Regions from separate parts of the Mus musculus genome. Here region 1 is linked to region 2. A link is a contact called in public promoter capture Hi-C data. All regions are on one chromosome and are shown on one strand. The core of a region is the stretch at or near the end of the contact, and the rest is flanking DNA. Distances in the headings are between cores, read along the strand shown.

Region 1 (3,125 bases), core at 480-2,979, 3.3 Mb after region 2:
ATTTAAGAAATAGAAAATGGTCAATAAAAAAAAACAGGTAATTAGTAGAATATATTGTTTTTTAATAGGACAAAAAGACTTGATACAGTTGTAAATGTAAACATATACACACTATGTGAAACTAAAGTATTTTAACCAAGGATTGTTAATCAATGCGCCATGTACAAAATAGAGAATATAGAATCTGACAGTCTATTGAAAGTAATAAGGTAGTAAAAACTGATTTCTTGTTTTTCCTCTGGCAGGAATGGATTCTATCCTGCTAATAATTCCTATCCTACTGTCATATAGGAGAAGATGTTTTCTGATCCTTAACAAGGCTGCCAGGTTTAGGACAGATGGAAGACCCACTGTGTCACAAGTGAAAGACAAGACTTCACAGAATGTGATGTCACTGACAGGCTGATAGGCACTCGCCACCTCCATCTTTTCTTTCTCAAGGATAGCAATGGCTTCCCCCAGATACAGGAGCGGTCAACCGGAGTCCTTCTTTACTATACTGCAGTTGCCCTGGGGCCTGTCTATTAACAGGCTTGTTTCTATAAAGCAGTAACAGAACCCTTGGGGAAGTTCTCAGTTTCACAAACTATTCCTCAAGGCTATTGGTCTCGGAGTAGCTTCTCTCATTTCTTATAATTTCTCTATCACCTGTCACCCTATCTCCCCCCACCATTAAAAATTAACATAATGTATAAACTTTGTTTCTGTATCCTTTTGAAACAGCACCAATCTAACATCTCTAGGTAGCTCAGGATTGTTTCCCAGGGTCCTTGGGCCAGTTAGAGGTTGAACATCATAGCTGTTTCATAGTTGCAAGTTTGTGCAACCTTGACTGCTGAAGATGAATTTCCTCCCCAGTTCTGACTCCACAAGAGAACCACATTATGGTAAAAGGTATCTCACGGAGAAGGGTGAGATAAGCATGTTTCCATAAGGATCGTTAAACGGTGTGATAATTTCTGGGCCAAAGATGCTCTGTGTCCTTATTTCAAACTTACCTCTATGGTTAACCCTCATCACAATATAAAGGCAAGTTCACTGGTACAGATTTGGAAGGAGGGAGGTGTCATAAAGCATAAATGTGTGTGTATTTATGTATGTATGTATATGAGAATGTTGTAAGGCCCTTTTTGTTCATATTGGTATTAAGTAGGTAGGAAATGTCCATACTGAATTTTCTTCTTAGCTCCTCTGCTCTTTGTAGATATCCTCTGGCTTGAGCTGGCGTCTGTGAAGAGCAAAGAACTTCTAAAGGTCACATTCCATTGACCTAAGAGAGGAAGGTGCTTGGACAGCATGAATTTTTAACTGAGATTCCAAGGTACTGCGTAAGGAAAGCGGACAGAAAAGAGGCTGGCTGAGCTAAACAATTTCTGAATGATCTCAGCATGAATACAGCCAAGAAGGTTCTTTACCCTCAATAAACCGTCAGAGTACGAGGGCTACACCCACCCAGCTGATCCCTGCAGCAGCACAAACCGACCACCAGCGCCCGCGAAAAATACCGCACCTACCTAGGAATCCTGCGGGCATGCCGCCCCGCCCCGCCCTGCCCCGCCCCGCCCACCTACCTGTGCGCCTGCGCCCCTGCGTTCTCAAGGTCAGCCCCGCCCCCCGCCCTAGCCTCACACCCACGGAAGTGGCTTTAGAGAACGCCTTGCGGCTCCTCCTCTCTGCGTGGCGTGGGGTCGCTGGCGGTCCGGAGAGGGAGGAACTTCCTGTCCCATGCGGGCAGGACTTCCGGCCGAGCCGGAAGACCTTTCCCTTCGCGGTTTCGAGAGCTCCGTTTTGCAGAACCTGAAGGGGAGATTCTGGACGGTCCCGGGGACTCTAGACTGTCTGTCCCACGACCTGTTCTTGGCGTTATGGTGAGTCTTGTGAGGATGAGAGTGACAACCTTCAGGAGGAAAGGACAGGGAGGTCAGTCTGTGAAAGGAGCCGGTTGATGTCCCTGCTGGGAATGGAACCTGCTGGAGCGTTGGGATGAACCGCTGGCAGGACCCCAACCTTCCCAGAGTGCGCGCGGCCGCCGCCGGGGTTCCAGACAGCCGAGGGACCTGTGGGGTTGGAGAGGGGCGGGTCTGTCGGAGTACCCAGTCTAAGGAGTCTGCCCTCGCGTGTGTCCTGTGGCGCCAGGTGGCCCACTGATGACCTTGCTCTACCCACCACGTTGTCCCTGCCACCTTTTCCCGCCGCAGGCTTTTGGCTGAGATTTTAAGGACGCAGCAGTGCCTTTTTGCACGCTTGCCTGTCTCCTTGGAGACAAGCAACGCCGAGGCACTTAAGACAAAATTGGCTTCTCTTAACACTCAACTAGAGCAGAACTGAAAATCAATGTCACTTTTAAAGAAAATGTCCAGGTTGAGTCCCAACAGATTTAACTTGAAAGGAAAAATTTGTAATTTCCTATTGTACATCTCTATCGAAGGAGGGAGCACAGCTTGAGCCATATTATTTGCAAGTGTCTTAAAGGTTAGGTGAGAAGGATACGTAAACATAAAAAGAACCTGGTGTGAGAGATTGGAGGGAAAGGAGTAACCGAAGGGTGTTTTACCGTGAGGCCAGTCATTCTCAGAGTTCTCTGCTGTTTTAGTCTGAAAGGACAAGGTTCAGGGACTTGTACAAAGAACGTCTTAATCAACTGTAGATAAGAAGCAATGGGTGCTGACTGATCACACAGTTCAGGAGTTAATTGATGAAATGAATGGGATTTCGAAACATCTAAGTTTGGCTTTATTGGGGGACTATGAGAGGAAGGCAGGTGGTTGTGTAGGGGCTGGTGACTGCAGTCAACTACTTCCTGGAACATAAAAGGATTTAAAAAAGATAGTTGCTATTTCCAAGGTCCTAGGGTTCTGGTAAAGTTGAACAGGCAATCAGCCACATGAACGATTTCAAACCATCTGCAGAGACTTCTATCTTGGGTTCAAGCTTTAGTTGACTATGCTGCTGCCTTTTTATGTAGACCACACTGCCCTCTGATTCAGAGATCTGTCTGCCTCTGCTTCCCAAGTGCTGGGATCAAATGCATATGCCACTACTCCCAGTTTGGCCATGCCCCTTTTTTCAGGATTAATATTGCTGTTTTGTATGACTTACTAGAGAATAAAAAAATCACCTGGTTC
Region 2 (3,515 bases), core at 628-3,127:
AGAAACCCTGTCTCGGAAAAAAAAAAAAAAAAAAAAAGAAAAGAAAAGTAAATAAAGAAAATATCTCATAAAAAGGGGGGGCATGAAATCAGAAGGGACACATAGAGAGGTAAAGGTCTGGAGAGGGAAAAGAGGAAAATGGCAGATGGTCATGATCACAATTTATTGCATAAATTTATTATCAATTCAGTCTCATAAATTTGTCCCAATTAAAACTTTCAACGACGGAGTGTTAAAATATTATTTTAAATATATCTGGCTAATCTACCTCAAAACAAAACAAAACAAAACAAAGGACAAGTAAGAGAGAGACCTTGCTGAGCATGCTGGCACTCTGGAGCTTCAACATTTGGGAGAGATTCCTTGTGTTTAGTAGCTCACAGCCTAGTGAAGACTATAATCAGCCAACCACAGTACACGATGTGCTGGTTCTGAGACAGGTGAGCACAGGATCATGATGTCAATGATCCTCTGGACCTACTTTCTGGAGGAGGGAAGGGGGAGGACCTCTACTGTTCACATTTCCATCTGGGAATGAAGGAATGCCCTGTAGGAGCAAATGCAGAGAGGCATCAAGGAAATGCAGGAGATGCGAATTTCTGAAGGGCTTTTCAGTTCTCATGGCAATGTCTGTTTCTCCCTGATGGCCAGCCTTTGCCTGGTTTGACCTGGCTGTGCCAGATCTAGCTGCTATGAGTTCTGCTGCTGCTGCTGCTGCTGGCTCTGCACCCCCCCCCCCTGCCCCGCTCCCAACTGGTCCTTTAGGCACTCCTTTCCATGTGTCAGATGAGGACTCCTTTCCCATTAGCTTGCCATCCACAGGCAGTGCAGTCCAGCCCAGACAGCTGCCTTTGGCTTTGAAAACTGCCTGGCTCACTTCCCCACCAGTCTGTGAAGGAGTCCAACATGCCACTTGATGTCACATGTGTTGCAGGTGTTGTGGATGAAATTGCTACAGGAGCTGGATGTAAATGATGTCATTGGGCAAGACGGGACTTGGCATGCCCACGTTTGTCCAAATGCTGTTCATATCTCCCAGCGAAAAGATGTTGTAAATAAAGAGAACAAGCACAAACTGATCTTAAAGACTGAGCATAAACAAGAGCTGTCCTGGGCACTATGGAAAAGCTTGCAGTTCTCATAGTAAGACTACCCTTGTGTTAGAAACCTGTTGTGCAGACTGAGGAAGTGAAGGCTCAGACAGGTTCAGAGACTTATGCAAGGTCCCACAACTCCACAGATCCCTTTATTCTCTCTCTCTCTCTCTCTCTCTCTCTCTCTCTCTCTCTCACACACACACACACACACACACACTCATAACACACTCACACCTGTATACTGACTCACACACACACTCACACACATTTACACTCATTCATAAATACACACACACACACACACACACACACACTCATAACACACTCACACCTGTATACTGACTCACACACACACTCCCACACATTTACACTCATACATAAATACACACACACACACACACACACACACACACACACACTACTGAGGACAGCAGCCAAGGCCCTGCATATACTAAGCATAGGACTATATAAACAGTTACAGATTACTGTTTATCTTGAATCTGAACACAAATCAACGTGTTCTTTAAACTTTGGACTGGTTTACAGCAGGAACCATGAGATATTAGCATTGTACTAAGATTTCTGATTCCAGGCTGATTATCAGTTTTCTAGGAGTCAAACAAACATAGGGCATTTAGCCTGGGCCTATGAAGTCATGTTCATAAACATGCTATCAATCTAAATACATTGGCTTGAAAGGAAGCAGCAAAGCAATACTAACATAAAGGTCATCAGATAAAAATGTGGTTAAATATATGTGCATTCCCAGAACTACACTAGGGAGAAGATGGGGGAAAGTATGCCTGTTTTTGTGACTTGTTGGTAACTGCCGAGTTCTTTTCCTTGGGACTAAAAACAATTTACAGCATTGCCAACAGCATTCAGTACATTCAGAACAGGATCATTTCACCCAGAGCTGACCGAAGGCCTTGCTCGGGACAGCATCGAGGACGGCTGTCCAGCAGACAGGGGAGTATGCCAGGTTCAGCAAGTGAAAAGCCAAGCAGGGCCATTTTAAGCAACACAGCTTATGTAAGTGAGAGCTAACTGTCTCACTGGAAGTGGGTCAGACAGGAGCTGGGAGAACTGGGGTCCTTATGACCCCAGTGAAACCTACAGATAGCTTTCCTTTGCATCTCTTAGAATGTGACTAGTTATGAAACAATGTCAGAGTTCAGTTCAGGCCTCTGTATTTCCCACCCTCTTCTTGTTTCCAAATGGTTTTCTTTCTCCCTTTCTTCATTGGAATATGCTAAGCTAAGCGAGGCACACATCATTTGATAGAGTTTGATAATGTGACTGCTGGGAACAGGGAAAAAAGGTAGGGGATAAAGAAAGATCCTTTTTGCGGCTCACAGCTGTGATTCAGTTCTGACTCAAGAGGAAGTGTGCCACCTACTGACTCCCAGAAACCACTTCCGGTGGCTGTTTGGTTTATTCTGGAGGCATCAGGCCAGGCCAGGGACTGCCCTGCCCTGACCCTTGCCTGGCTCTCCAGAGCCAAGGCGTTCACAGCTTGAGTTGGTTTGGCCTAAGACTCTTGAGAACATTACAGATTAAATTTCAAGTGTTTCGTTTCCTAGCAAAGAGTCTTTAGCAACATAAAAACGAGCATGTGTTATTTGCAAACCATCTGAACCATTACTCAACCTGAATGTTCCTAAGTTTTTGCAAGGTATGTATTCTGGATGACCGCTCTCCAGCGATCTGAATGTAATTAGTTTTTCCTGTGGGCAGCTCGGGCAGTCTGTAGGGTGGCACTAGCTGCATGAGTCTTCATGGGAGCCCTTTAATCGGTGAAGCAACACTGGACTTGTTCTCATGGGTCCCTGTGTCTGAGCAAGTGCTCAGCCTATGTATGCAGATGGGTTGGGGGAAGTGGTGTGTGGCAGCCACACAGTGTTGCCCTCATACCAGAACTGTACTCTGCCCTCTAGAAATGGGGCCCTGGCTGACCACTGGAGCTCACTTTGGAGTCAACTTTTCTTGAAGGAGCCCCCAAGTACCTTCTTTAATGTAGGGACATATAGAAGAAGGAAAGCGGGTGGGGGGGGGGGCGATGGAGGTAGCCTCAACATTACTTTTTGCTGTATTGGCAGGTGAAAAGAGGAGTAGTAAGTGGTTTGGTTCCATAATGTCATCTTCAAACAGACTAAAGGTTTTTGATTGTTTTTAATCCTAGGTGGTTTAAGATTCCACAGTGCCAGCATACATATGCTCTCTCAATGATTCAAGTTCCAGAAGTGGTTCTGCATGTAGATCAATACTAGAGATCTCAAGGATCACTTCTGAGGGTTAAAAAGGCTTCTTTCCTCAGATTGCATAGGAATCCCTAATGGCAGAGAACAGATAGTGCCTCCCCTGCTCCGCTGATGTGTGAAAGAACGCCTGCAAACCCCTGGAGTGGGCAGCGAACAA

The links. Promoter capture Hi-C pulls out the DNA fragments that hold promoters and counts their contacts.
Region 1: a promoter capture Hi-C map of pre-B cells shows a contact between it and region 2, with 3 times the contacts expected there. The contact joins the promoter of Tmem161b here to the promoter of 5430425K12Rik in region 2.

The regions. Positions count from the first base shown.
Region 1 is chr13:84,220,567-84,223,691 of GRCm38.p6, forward strand. It overlaps Tmem161b (transmembrane protein 161B), which reads left to right and starts at 1,730. Exons shown (of 12, transcript NM_175187.5): 1 at 1,730-1,868. The coding sequence starts at 1,866. A230107N01Rik (RIKEN cDNA A230107N01 gene) reads right to left here and starts at 1,609. Exons shown (of 2, transcript NR_138587.1): 1 at 1,572-1,609; 2 at 1-1,324.
Region 2 is chr13:80,938,526-80,942,040 of GRCm38.p6, forward strand. 5430425K12Rik (RIKEN cDNA 5430425K12 gene) reads left to right here and starts at 1,878. Exons shown (of 5, transcript NR_103550.1): 1 at 1,878-2,129; 2 at 2,681-2,772.